Linked DNA regions of Mus musculus: regions 1 and 2 are each linked to region 3. Evidence: chromatin contacts called from public Hi-C and promoter capture Hi-C data. All regions are on one chromosome and are shown on one strand. Each heading gives the region's core, a stretch centred on a gene start, on an enhancer-like site or on the middle of the called end of the contact. The rest is flanking DNA. Distances are from core to core; before and after follow the strand shown. Region 1 holds the start of B230214G05Rik (RIKEN cDNA B230214G05 gene). Region 2 holds the start of Zbed4 (zinc finger, BED type containing 4). Region 3 holds the start of Cerk (ceramide kinase).

Region 1 (4,425 bases), core at 527-3,026, 2.1 Mb before region 3:
AAGGCTGTGGCTTGGCCCACTAGGCTGTGTGAGTAGGCATGGCTCTCTATGTCGGAACCTTCCTGCACCATTGTCTCTATTTCAGAACTGGATTCTCTCATTAACTTTGTTGCTAACCACTTATCAGATTAAAACCACACCTTCCGTGACTTACACCAGTCTCTCAGCATGAGTATCTTCCATCTTCACTGGTGGAGGAGATCAAGGAGGAATGGGTTGGAGGGAAGGCTATAGTTTATAGGCGGTCCTTCTGGAACTTGTGAAAAGCCTGTAGGTGGGCCCCTTGGTCTTGTATTCAAATCATATATCCAATGGCAGCTACGTGTTCCCATCTTCTTACTATCACACACCCTGTCCTTTCTTTGTCCCTTCTCATCCCTTTAACCATGGTGGATCTTATTTTCTACTAAGACCCAAGCATGTCTGTTTAGGCTCTGAAACTGAAATCAGATCCTTCACAGGTTCCTTTAACATCTTCACTGAGATCTCTCTTCTTTTGTCCATCCATCCATCCATCCATCCATCCATCCATCCATCCATCCACCAATGCTCACTGAACAAGAGTAAACTTGATGGTAGACAGTGTAAATCACGTCTATCTGAGGGGCTCAGAGACCTCAGGGACTATATCTTGGTCTCTATTTCCAGTTTTGTATAAAGAAGTTGCAAGCAGGTATGATAGATGCATTAATGAAGACACGAATGGCCAGGCAGGGCAAGCTTAGCTCTCCTGGAATTAAGCCTGAGAAGCAGGACATGATCTTCTTATGGATGGCCTCTCCTGCTAAGAGGTACAAGTACCAAGGGTGATCTGAGCCTGGGTGGGATAAAGCAGGGACAGGCATACAAGCTGCCTTCTGTGGTGGTATTTATGTAGTTCTGGGCGGTAGAGGAGAGAGAGAGACCAGCACAGATATAGCCCAGGAGATCTGAGTGCCTGGAGATGAATAAGGAGTTCTCTGTGGATGATGTCATAGACTACAGAGTGAGAATTTCCCTTTGACTTGTTAGGGGAACAGTTCTGGACCTGGCAAGGGCTTGTTATGGTGACAAGAGGCAGGGGAGGCAAGGTACAGATGTAGAAGGCAGACTGCAGGAAAGGGGTGAAGTAAAGGCGAGATTCAAGCGACTGTTCTAAAAGATCTCATCTTTATGATACTGAAGCCATGTCCTGGAGGAGCAAGCTTGAGGTAGGTAGCTATGGACTTGGGTTGACCTGGAAACTGTGGATTCCATAGGTTTACTGGTCACCTTTCACTGGCTGCTCTCTGTTGTGGCCACACTCAGAGGGCAAAGCCAGCCCTCAGTTCCCACCGGCAGGGGAGGCAGTTGACTAGTGCCGGATCATCTCCTGGCTCCGGCAGACCCTGCCTCCTCGCTGCTGAGTCACACACAATTAAGCTCTGTGAAGACCTCAGCAGCCTTTATGGACAGTTTAATTATTTGCCGTGTGCACTGCACTTTCGAGCATTTGATTTACTGGGCGGACTGCTCACAGAGTGAGCAAATTGACAAGGGCTGCAAACGGTTTTCCTGGTGGAGCCCACCGTTCCCATGGTTTGCCCAATAATGGAAGATTAATTAAGTAAGACTGCTCCTAATGAGAGCCTCCTACCTGCAGGTTCCTTCCTGGAGCCAGAAAGCACAGAAGGGAGCAGTCTCGTCCTTGCCAGCACCCTGCCAGGAGCGTCTGCCATGGGTGCCAAGGCAGGGCATAGCTTCATGTGGGAGCCAGTAACAGTTGCTACGTTTCAGGGTCTCCATTATTTCTAGAGTGTTCTGAGTTAAACTCACAGCTTGTTCCTGGCATACAGCACACAGTTTCTTGTTATGAAGTTCCATTTAGATTATCTGACATGTAGGGAAGTCTCTCTCTCTCTCATTCTCTCTCTCTCTCTCTCTCTCTCTCTCTCTCTCTCTCTCTCTCTCTCACACACACACACACACACACATGCTCTCTCTCTTAAACATGCATTCAGAAAATGAGAGAGAGAGAGAGAGAGAGAGAGAGAGAGAGAGAGAGAGAGAGAGAGATATGTCAGGCAATAGAGAGGAGAACAGAGAAAAATTAAAATCACAAACCTCCCGCAGGGAGAAAGACAAACACACAGACACAGAAATTATATGTCTTATGTAAATATATAGAAATGTTTGCGTATATAGAGATTATGTGTTTATAGATGACAATGAAGTTATCTTTCTATATATACAGAGCATCAGTACCAGAACATAAGTGTTCAAGCCTTGTGTATAAATGTCAAGGTGTTTGTATGTAACCTCTGGATCACCCCCTGAATATTCAAACCATCTCTAGATTGTTTTAATGTCCTGTAAGATGCATTAGGCATTGATGCTGCACTGCATCTTTTAAGGAGTAATTAAAGAATATACATGTACCCATGATTGGTACAGGTGGGATATTTTCCAAGTGTTTTGGGGCCTTGGTCTGTTGAATCTGCTGATAAGCAGTGACAGATACAGGCCACGGTGTGAAATGCATTAGGCATAATCACACACTCTGAAAGATCCTTGGGCTATTCTTTCTCAAATCTGTGACTATGCAGCTTACATGGCAATAAGGAACTTAGGTTGGGATAGAACTGCAGTTACTAATTAGTTATCCAGTTTCCATCAACACCGGGGGCTTTAAAAATAGAAGAGGGAGACAGAGCAATGAACAGAAGACTTGGTCCGTAGCTGGTTTCTTCTGAAAGGAGGCAGACATCAGGAAGATGCCGCATGTCTGTGGGCTGGAGAGGATGGGAATGAGTCTCCCTGGAGCCCTGGAGGACACAGTACTGTCCACATCACGATTCAAACTTGACCAGACCCACCTTGGACTTCTGACCTGCAGAATTCCAGCTACGAGGCAGCAGCTTTGTGTTGTTTTGGAGCCCTGGGGCTTGTGGCTCTCTGTTCTAGCAGCAGGAGATGAGCCCAGACACTCTGCCTTTGAAATGTCCACTGTCCCCCTTTAAAGCAGCCACCCCGCTCGCTCTCTGTCTGTGAAAGAATATGATTCCACATCCATGTTCTGGAAAAGCCAGTTGCTGGAGCTGTCTGTCCTTTGAAGTCTGGTAGATTTCCATTTTATTGTAGTCTTTCCCAGAGTGTTTGAAGAGGGGAGTCCTTGGTTATAATTTAAATTTCTCCAGTCAGTAGTAGTTCTTTCAAGTTCCCTATCCATTTTACAGCTAGTCTTTGCATTGGCTCTCTTTTTTAAAAACCCACTTAATCTAGGCTTGCAAATGCACTCACAGAGTTGAAATATGTTTAAGGTTTTATCTCTGCTATGTCTTCAACTCCATGTGTATATGTCTCTATATACCCATATATGTGCGTATGTCATTCGAATAAAATGATTATGTATCCTTCAGTCCAGTAAGGAAAAAATACAACTAGATGCTGTGGAAGTAGCTCAGTCAGTAAAGTGCTTATTTTGCAGAGACACAAGGGTTTGACTTTCATTTTCCTAAACTCACTCTCTCTCTTTCTCCCTCTCCCCCCTCTCTCAGTGTGTGTGTGTGTGTGTGTGTGTGTGTGTGTGTGTGTGTGTGTGTGTGTGTTTTGGAGGTGGCGAATTTGGGTACAGTGTGCTCACCTGTAATCCCAGTACTAAAGAAACAGAGACAGGGAATCACTGGGACTTTCTGGCTAAACAGTCTAGGAGAATAGGTATGCTCCATGTTCAAAAAAAGATAAAGTTAAGAGGAATCGAGAGTGGAACATCAACATGTGTTTTCACACACACGGGTGTGTACCTGAATGTGTGCACATGTGTGCCTCATACATATACATTAAAATGTTTTAAAGAAAAAAATAACAACCTATGTAATCAAATAATGAGCATGGGACACAATCAGGTGGTTTGACTATAATTGTAAAACACTATGGACCCCATAAGACAGAACACACTAACAAAAGAACAGAGAGGTCTTCAAGTGGCAACCTTGAAGGAAGGCAGAATATGGAGCTGCTAAGAGGTCATGAGGCTGACATGCCCTGGCATGAGGAGCTCTTCATGGGGACCACTCAGAGCAAGAACCTAGAGAGGGTGAACTGTGGCAGCTGGACCCTCAACTGTCCTCCTGAGGGTCCCAGGCACACCCCACCTCCCACATAGTCAGGCTCCAAGCCATTGGGCTCTTGGGCCCTTGTAGAGCCTTAGAGGGGTGCAGTAGTCTCACAGAAGCAAGGTGGGTGTAATGGTTTGAATGAGGAATGTCCATCACAGTCTAGAACATTGGAGTAGCTGGTCCACAGTTTGGGGAGGCTGGTTGGCAAAGTGTGTCACTGGATGCAGTTTTGAGACTTTAAAGATGGGAATGATTTCTAGGTCACTCCTCCTGTTTCAAGTTTGTGGTTCCAGATGTGAGCCCTCAGCTTCCTGCCCCTGCCACCATGGATGCTGCTTACTGGAGTGTT
Region 2 (4,666 bases), core at 1,050-3,549, 2.6 Mb before region 3:
AACACCATGACCAAAAAGTAACTTAGGGAAGAAAGGGTTTATTTCATCTTAACACTTCCAGGTAAGAGTCTACCATCGAGGAAGGGCAGGGCAAGAACTTGGAGGCAAGAACTGAAGCACAAGTCATGGAGGAACACTGCTTACTGGCTTGCTTTTTTTATATCATTAAGGATCAACTGCCTAGGGGTGGCATAATAGCCCCTTGGCTGGACTTGCCTACATTGATCATTAATAAAAAATAAACAAAATAAAAAATAAATAACAGAGCCGGGCGTGGTGGCGCACGCCTTTAATCCCAGCACTCGGGAGGCAGAGGCAGGCGGATTTCTGAGTTCGAGGCCAGCCTTGTCTACATAGTGAGTTCCAGGACACAAAGAACTACATACAGAGAAACCCTGTCTCAAAAACAAACAAAGAAACAAAAGATTTCCTCTTCACAGGAGCTGGAGAAATGGCTCAGAGGTTCAGAGCACTGACTGCTCTTACAGAAGACAGGGGTTCAATTCCCAGCACCCACATGACAGCTTACAATTGTCTGTAACTTCAATCTCTGATATCCCCACACAGACACAAATGCAGGCAAAATACCAACACACATAAAATATATTATTTAGAAAAAAAAAATCCCTCTTCTGGGGCTACAGAGATGGCCCCACAGTTAAGAGCACTGGCGCTCTTTCAAAGTACTTGGGTTCAACTCCCAGCACCCACATAGCAGCTCACAGCTATCTATAATTTCAGTTCCAGGAGGATCTGACATCCTCACACAGACAGACATGCAAGCAGAACACCAAAGCACACCCAATTAGTAAATAATTTTCAAAAATTATTTTGAAGAAGAAAAACGGAGTCCCTCTTCTGGGGCTAGAGAGATGGCTCCTCTTGAGATGATTAAGAACAGTTCCAGAGGGCCTGGGTTCAATTCCATTCAGTCACAGGCAGCTTACAACCGAAACTGTAACTCTAGTTATAGGGGATTCAACATTCCCTCAGAGACATACTTGTAGGTGAAACACCAATGAACATTAAAAATAAGAGATTAAAAAAAGTTCCCTCTTCCAAAATATGTCTAGGTTTGTGTAAATTGATGAAAACCTATCAGCACACTGAGACTTTGAAACTTCCTAAAGATTCAAAAAAATTTTTAACTAGATCTTCTCATGAAAATAAAAGCCACACAAAAAGTCTATATAAAAATTTATATAGAAAAAAGTTTATATAGATTACAGAAAGCATGCACCAATGTCTTCATGCACAAGCCACTCCCTCAGGGTGTAGAGCCAAACTTGTAGCTTCTCAATTCTGCTTAGCATGGAATTAATTCGTGCCTTGCAACTACGTTTATTCAGAGTACTAAAAAAAAAAAAAAAAAAAAAAAAACTCAAAACTAAAATTTCCCTGGTCTTATTAATTTTTATCACCACGATATAAAGGGGAAAATTTCTTTCTTCCTACCAAGTCACAAGAATGTACTTGCCTTGGCTGACTGGCTTTACGAAGCCAGAAGGCACAAGTGTCCTTTTAAAAACTACACTTAATCTTATCCTAATTAACTTCAAAAACAAATGACTTCCCTTTTTACAAACGCCAGAACCGCGACAGCCGCTCCTCCTGAGGCTCGGCGCTGCAGGGACTTGAAAAGACGCGCTGGAGCCTCGTGAGAACCTCCAGACGGAGAGCGAGGACCCGCAGCCATCCCGGGCAGAAGCGAGTGGGTCGCACCAAAAAGGACAAAAGGAACAAAAAATGACGGCAGGTACTGCGACCGTGAAGACGCTACGGAGCCAAAGCGTTGAGTTAAGTTTCGTTAAGCCTCCGCGGTCAGACCCAGACGCACACGCTTCAAGCTAGGCAGGCACCAAGAAGCGTGACACCGACCCGTGTCACCGCCGTGCCGCCTGCCTGCGCCCCTTCCTGGACACGCGCGCCCACCGGCACCGGCTTGGGGGACGCCACGACGTGGCGGGAGCCCGGCACCTGACGAAAGGTCCCACGGGGCGTCCCGCGGTCGCTCCCCTCCGCGGCCTGGGCCCGCCCGCGGCGCGAGGCGCAGCTGTCAGAGGCCGGGCCGGGCTGGGCCGGGCCGGGCGCAGTCTCGGGACACAGCCTCCACCCGGCCCGCCGCGCACGGACAATGGCGCGGTTCCCCAACCCCTGCGCGGCGCCGGCCGTCGAAGACGCCACTGGAGCGTCCCGCGCGCACTCACCTGAGGCGCCGGCTCCGCGCTGCGCTGCGCGGGCCCGCGGGCTGCGAACAGCGCGACGGGCGCGCCCATTCATTAGCCGCTTTGTCTGCCCCCGCCGCCCCTCCCGCCGCCCCAGCCCCGCCGCCCGCGACGCCGCCGGACGCTGCGCCCCTCCCAGGGCCCCGCGCGGGTCGGGGGCGGGGCCCGGGGCGGGGCTGTCGTGCGCAAGCGCAGTCCGTGCGCACCTGCCCCGCCTTGGGGGGGGATGCCTAGAGTACGGCTGGATGGGCCCCGGCTAGGCAAACGGGGCGGAGCTACGAAGACTACGCAGGCGCAGTTTCCCCTCGCCCCATCTCCGGAGGTCAGGTTACTCCGGCGCAGTCTCACACACACGAGGTCTGGTCGCTGGCCTCCTCCGTCAAACTACGCAAGCGCGGTCTGGCGCACCTGCCCTGTCGGGCGTTCGGTCCGAAGACTACGCAGGCGCAGTCGCCACGGCGGTTGGTTGGAATTGCTGCGCGTTTGAGAAGCGCGCGTTCTCAGTGGTTTCTTCTTAGGGCTTGGCCGTTAGGGTGGTCCTGCGCTCTCAACGGCTGGCCGCGGAGCTTCCGGGCTTGTGGTCAAGGCGGGCGCCTTCTCCGGGGGCGTTGCGCGCAACCACTTTCAGTAGCCCTTGGGTGGAGGCTAGACACAGCAGGTGCTAGCTGCTCAGGGCCTGGGGCCATGTTTGGGTAAAAGAAATAAGGAGCTGAACATTGAACGCCCCAGTTCAGATGCCTGTGCGGACCATGTAATTTCTGCAGGTGGAATTTATCCCAGAGGTCCTTCTCTGATGACACTTTAGACCACAGCTTGTTCTCTTATGCGGGAGTTCTGTCCTACGCCCATCTCCTGTTCTGCGTGTTTAGGAGTTTCCTTCTGTGATTGAGGTGGTGGTGGTGCGGTCGGGGGAGGCGTCGAGTGCTGATGTCACACCTTGCTTACCCTGATTCACCATCACTGGTCAATGGACATGGTTTGGGATTCTGTGTCTTTAAGTTCAAGGGAAGGTGGTTGGGCTGCCAGTGCACTGCTGGTGGAAGTCATCATTGGTGTGGAACCCTGAGCCTGGCTTCTGTCTTCTTCGCCTTCCATTCAGGGAAGCTGATGTTTGTGGTGGAGGTGGTGGCTCCATATGAGACTCAATGGGGAACAGCAGAAAGACCTGGGTGGAGGTCCTCAGCTAGCAGGTTCCCGTAGGGTACAGAAGTTTTTTCCCAGTAACCTTCCTCTCCTTGTTATGCCCCTCGTACCCTACACCCCAGAGGAAAGAGAACATCTGCCTTCATGAAGGATTTCCGAAGCCCCAGGAGAACTGTTGAGACATGGGTTCTTGAGCTATAGAGCTAAGGGGTAGCGCCTAGAACAAGTAAAGTAGCTAGGAGAGAGTTTGAGCTTTAGCTTAGGATGTCTCAGCCCAGCCGGAAAGTCTTGACGAGCTTCCATTTGTTTATACAGAAGCACCTGCACAAACTCTTCACCTGGAGATGGCCCCTCTGTGCTCCTAGCCCTGCACAGGCTGTGCAGGGGAAGAAGGAAAACGGGAAGTAGAAGACAATGAGGGTGCTTGCCTGGAGCGCACGGAGCAGGCTTACCCTTCTGGAACTTGAATAGTGTCAAGATGTCGAGGGGTTTTGGAGGGTTAGGAAACTGCGTGTCCACAGAGACCGTGTAAAAGGCAACCGCCACCTTAGACAAAAGATGGTAACACTTGAAATTCTACCTGGCTCTTATTTGCTATGTTAGAATGAGGCAGTAGGTCTAGCAATGGAGAGGTGGATGCTACAGGCAGAGCATCAGCCCTTCCAGAGGGACTGTCCCTGAGAACGGGGAGATCAGGCAGTCCATCTGTACTCATACCCGATTTCCAAGAAGACAGGAAACCTCAGGACAAGGGTTTGCCTACTATATGATCCAGGGCAGAAATCTAGTCCCTTGTTTCTAGGTACGAAGGAGCCCCTCCCCCCAAAGGTAACCAGGCAGAAGGCACAAAGGTCTTCACAGTCTGCTCCAGAATGACCAGTCCTTAGCCAGGCGTGGTGGCGCACGCCTTTAATCCCAGCACTCGGGAGGCAGAGGCAGGCGGATTTCTGAGTTCAAGACCAGCCTGGTCTACAGAATGAGTTCCAGGACAGCCAGGGCTACACAGAGAAACCCTGTCTCAAAAAACAAAAACAAAAACAAAACAAAAACCCAGAATGGCCAGTCCTGAGCCCTGGGATCTTGGAGCTACACCGGTGGTCACTAAGCAGTCTGAGTATATCAAAGTAGCTAAAGTAGCTTTTGGGTGTTACACAGGTACTGTTTTGTTTTGTTTTACATTTTTTCGAGACAGGGTTTCTCTGTATAGCTCTGGCTATCCTGTAGACCAGGCTGCCCTCGAACTCAGAAATCATGGTTAGTTTAACAGGTGGGTGCAGGCACCAATCAAAGGGTGTGCA
Region 3 (4,517 bases), core at 1,374-3,873:
AGGTAGTCAGGTATTGCTTGAAGTTCTACGACAGCCAGGGGACCTCAACAGCACAAAGAGGTGGCTGTGGGCAAGGAGAGTGGGTAGACACTTTCCAGACAGACATGTAAGAAGGTGTTCGGATCAGGGCCTAGCTAGGGAAGGGTATACCAGTCAGGTAAGAGGTGGTCCAGGGAGCTTGGGAAGCCATCAGGGGGATGGATCTGGGTCTGAGTCCCAGTGCAGAGACCCACACAGCCCAGGACTGATCCAGGCTGTGCGGATGTTTCCAAGGCTCTGTCGGCTGTTCTGCCATCTGCTTTCACACCCAACAATGGATGAGCCCCAGGGGACTCAGAGGCAGCAAGGGCCTGGCAGCTGCACTGGAGAGAGAGCATCCTCCTTTCCTCCCACCCCCAGTGCTGTGTTCATTATGGTCCCCAGCCTGGAGGGCCCGAGCCTTTCCGTCCTGTCTACCTCAGCTTCCCAGAACACATCCCTCATTAGACTGCCCTCCCCCTGGCAGAGGTTCCCAGTGAGTCCTGGCACTGCGGCCTCCCAGGCTGCCAGGCTAATACACCAGCTGGCCAGGGTCACCACAGCACTCTAACACCCAGGAAGCCCAACACCACGGGTCCAATCAGGCTGGTGTCTCCTGAGGCCTGTAGATGGCCATTCCTCAGGTGCTTCTCATAGTTTGTGTTCTATGTACACATCCCTGGATCTGTGTTCAAATCCCCCCTATACTAAGTACACTGGTTGACCTGAATTGAGACTACCTTAATGGTTTAATTTTTTTTTTTTTTTGGTTTTTTTGAGACAGGGTTTCTCTGTATAGCCCTGGCTGTCCTGGAACTCACTTTGTAGACCAGGCTGGCCTCGAACTCAGAAATCCACCTGCCTCTGCCTCCCGAGTGCTGGGATTAAAGGCATGCGCCACCACACCCGGCCCTTAATGGTCTAATTTGTTTGTACACATGTGTTCATATGTGTGCAAGTGCGCATATGTGAATGAGTGTGTTTGAAGAAGTGGCAACCTCTGTCCAGGAACCAAGCTATTGCCCCCCCTCCCCGTGCCCCCAAAAGCCCTCATTGAGTCACCTCTTTAAAGGCTCTGTCTCCAAATAAGCCACTATCTATGGCATCAAGCTTGGGGCTTCAGAATTCAAATGGGGGAGGGGGGTACACTTCAGTCCGAGGTAGGCACTGCAGGATCCTGGTTCTCACTAGTGAGCTATAATTCACACAGGTGGCCCTCCTCAGGTTCTTTAGTATTTTGTGGACCGTGTGGCTGTGTCTTCCTGGATGGAACTCCTCTAGGACTAAGGTGGAGTCCAGTCCTCTTGGTATTAAACACTTACATATAAACACTGCATTAATTTCCAGGCGTGGTGGCTCATACCTTTAATCTCAGCTCTTGGGAGGCAGAGGGAGGTGGATCTTTAAGTTTGAGAGTCTATAGAGTGAGCTCCAGGACAATCAGGACTACCCAGAGAAACCCTGTCTCAAAATAATAATAATAATAATAGTAATAATAATAATTAATAATAATAATAGCCCCTGCTGCCCTTGCCCGACACAACCCCTCACCAGTAACAGAGGCAGCATCATCAGCAATGGCAAGAGGTTTCTGAAGAAGTTTCATGTCCACATTCCCCAAGCCTCATCCCGATAGCCGTGAAAGGAAAGAGCTGGGACAGCCATTGCTTCAACTAACAACTGAGCTAGGTCAGGTCCAGCTTGCTCCAGGGTGGGGCTAGGATTCTGCCTGGGCCTAACCAACACTCCAGGGCTGTCAGGGAGCCTACCATTGGGCTGGGCTTCCAGGAAGCAAGTGATTCATGGTTGTCCCTGCCCTGCAGATGGACACAGGGCACCGACAGGATCAGACCTGTACCTTAGCCCTCTGGTACCAGGCACAGGCAAGGTAGACTTGGCCAGCTCCACCCCAGTCTGCAACAGCAGGAGAGCTGAGGGGGAGGGCAGAAGGCTCTCCTGTCTTCTTGAAAGCTGACTCCGCTGTGAGGCTTAGCTCTGTCACACCACAGAGCCCTGCACTCTTGGACCAGTTAGCATCTCCGAGGAGACTCTTCCTTGGTCAGATGTGAACAGATGCTATCACGCAACCAATATCTGAGTAACACATTATGCACAGAGACCATTTTAGACACTGGAGACCCAGTAAGGGACAAGCCCACATGCCCATGGAATTTTCACAAAGATGGGTAGATATGCAATGAGTGCAGTGCTGAATTTTGCCCTGCTGTGTCTTGGGATGCTTTGGCTGGGGGAGACGGAGTCCAGGAAGACCTCCCTGAGGTGGATATGTTCAGCTTGTCCCATGTTAAGCTGCATCAAGAGCAGCAACTCCGGTTCCCTAGGCCTGTTTGGGAGGGTACAGTCAGGTGACTGATAAGAAGACGCCTTCTCCCGTCTCTCTGGTGGCTGTAGACCCACAACCATCCACACATGAAGCTTCCACTCCCCTGGAAGGTAACCCCTGTCCTCTCCATCCTAGCCTTCCTTTGCCTACTGGGACTAACCTGCAGGACTCTTGCTAGCCGCCAGGAGACCAAGACCTAAAAAGAGACGGATGCCCAAGGTCAAATCGCTCCTGGGCGCACACCAGCAGTTCCACGGCCTCCTATCGCCTGCCCAGGACCGCCCGGGCAACATTTCTGCGCTGCTGGGACTCCGCCCGTCCCTTTGCAGCCCTCCCTACCCCGTCGCTCGTGCAGACCCAGCAGGACCCAGGGGCAGCCAGAGCGACAGACTAGTGTCTTTCAGGGCACCCGGCCGCTCCGACCGCCCTCCCCACAGCCAGGTCCCTCAGTCCCCTCCTCTGACCCCTCCCTCCCGTTCCTTCCTAGGCCTTTTCTGCTCCTCATCCTAGGCTCCCTAGACTCCTCTGTTTCTGATTCTTCTCTGGCCCCAAGTCTAGCTTCTCCTGTCCTCACCCTGGTCGCCTCCTCCCGGGTCCCCGCCACCCTCTCTGCGTACCGGGTGACGCAGCGCCGCCTCCCGCTCCCGCCTCCCCGCGTCACCGCCGGGCAGACTGCAGGGGCCGCTAACGGTCCCGCGCCCCCCCCGGTGTCCGCGCGCCCCGCGCCCGGCGGACGAGGCCGCGCCGGCGGCGATGGGGGCAATGGGGGCGGCGGAGCCGCTGCACTCCGTGCTGTGGGTGAAACGGCGACGCTGTGCCGTCAGCCTGGAGCCCGCGCGGGCTCTGCTACGCTGGTGGCGGAGCCCGGAGCCCGGGCCCTCCGCGCCGGGTGCCGGTAAGTGTGGCCATCCCGGGCTGGTGGGGCCGGCGCTGCATCCACCCCGGCCTGCGTAGCCCGAGCGCTCCGGGCAGGCTGGGATGGGGCGGAACTCGGAGGGAGGAGACCTGGGGCACGGGGAGAGGCGCCCGGGATACCGAGGCGCGGGGAATCCGAGACGCAGAGCCCGGGTGCCGGGCGGTCTAAGTACTCCGCGGCCTCTGGCGGGGAACCGTCTGGGTGCTGAGAGCCCAGATACTCCTGGAACTGGGATGACAAAGCCTCTGGAGGTGCTGGAGGGGGAGGGGAAGAGCGGACGTCCACAGCCCCCCACCCCCCATCCCGGAGCATCCGCGGGACCCTGGGGGAGGTCTGTTGCTGGTGCTGCCGTCGGGATGGCGCTGGCACACCTGGACAGGACTGGTTTCTGGTCATATTCTTCGTCCAATACAGTGAACCCAAGTACATACACATGTTTCTCTATGGGAGAAGCCCAGAGGGGCCCTGGCAGGGACTTCCTGCGATTAGGCAGTTGAGCAAGGGCCTTTGACTTTCCGATGGAGTGTACACCCTGCTCAGCCGCCCTCAGGGTTGAAAGAGGAGTAGCTTAGGCCAGCATGGGGAAAAAACGCAACCCACCCGCAGTGACTGGGAATGGTGCAAGGACACTAGAGCCACTCTCCCCGGTGCTTTGCTGCAGGTTGTCTGGTGGCCGACGGATTGGCGGAGATTTTAAAGATGTCATTCAGTCCTCCTTAAAAGGAGGATTACAGAAGATTGTATGTGGACATCTGGGCTGGGGGGCCTTGTAGACGACCTTGTAGACGAATTCAGTTTCATAAATTCCTTGCTCCATTTTGTTGTGTTTGTTTGTTTGTTTTGAGACTGTTTTCCTATGTGGCTCAGCCTCAGACTAGTATTACAGATGTGTGCCACCAAGCCCAACTTGTTATTCTCTCTCTCTCTCTCTCTCTCTCTCTCTCTCTCTCTCTCTCTCTCTCTCCTGGGAATGATAGAATCCAGGGCTTGTGGCTTGCTAAGCACAGTCTTTACCACCAAACAGCAAACATCCCCTGCAAGTTTCCCTTGAGAGCCTGCTAGGGGATGGACCTGGGGATTCTAGCCTAGTGGCTGATGGAGTGGGGCCTTTTCCACTTAAGGAGGCACAGAGGGATGCGTGGGGATAAGTGCATCTAATGGGCTTGGATCCCAATTTGAACCTCCGAGGGTAGGGCATCAAGCTTGAGTCCCAAAGGGGTGGTCACTCACCAGTGCAGA

The links. Promoter capture Hi-C pulls out the DNA fragments that hold promoters and counts their contacts. Hi-C and Micro-C count contacts between places; a contact is called where the count stands out from the background.
Region 1: a contact with region 3 is called in a promoter capture Hi-C map of hippocampal neurons, with 5 times the contacts expected there. The contact joins the promoter of B230214G05Rik here to the promoter of Cerk in region 3. A contact is called at or near these places in 1 of 39 promoter capture datasets (hippocampal neurons) and 1 of 115 datasets of contacts at active chromatin or transcription factors (astrocytes).
Region 2: a contact with region 3 is called in a Hi-C map of B cells, with 5 read pairs. The contact joins the promoter of Zbed4 here to the promoter of Cerk in region 3. A contact is called at or near these places in 1 of 39 promoter capture datasets (pre-B cells), 1 of 484 Hi-C or Micro-C datasets (B cells) and 1 of 115 datasets of contacts at active chromatin or transcription factors (large pre-B cells).

What each region holds. Positions count from the first base shown.
Region 1 is chr15:88,312,225-88,316,649 of GRCm38.p6, reverse strand. B230214G05Rik (RIKEN cDNA B230214G05 gene) reads right to left here and starts at 1,776. Exons shown (of 3, transcript NR_045281.2): 1 at 1,616-1,776. All of the region lies in intron 1 of 4930445N06Rik (a long non-coding RNA gene), which reads left to right.
Region 2 is chr15:88,749,344-88,754,009 of GRCm38.p6, reverse strand. Zbed4 (zinc finger, BED type containing 4) reads right to left here and starts at 2,299. Exons shown (of 3, transcript NM_181412.3): 1 at 2,208-2,299.
Region 3 is chr15:86,184,247-86,188,763 of GRCm38.p6, reverse strand. Cerk (ceramide kinase) reads left to right here and starts at 2,623. Exons shown (of 13, transcript NM_145475.4): 1 at 2,623-3,257. The coding sequence starts at 3,116. It overlaps Gm15569 (predicted gene 15569), which reads right to left and starts at 3,036. Exons shown (of 3, transcript NR_155352.1): 1 at 2,980-3,036; 2 at 2,523-2,558; 3 at 1,568-2,112.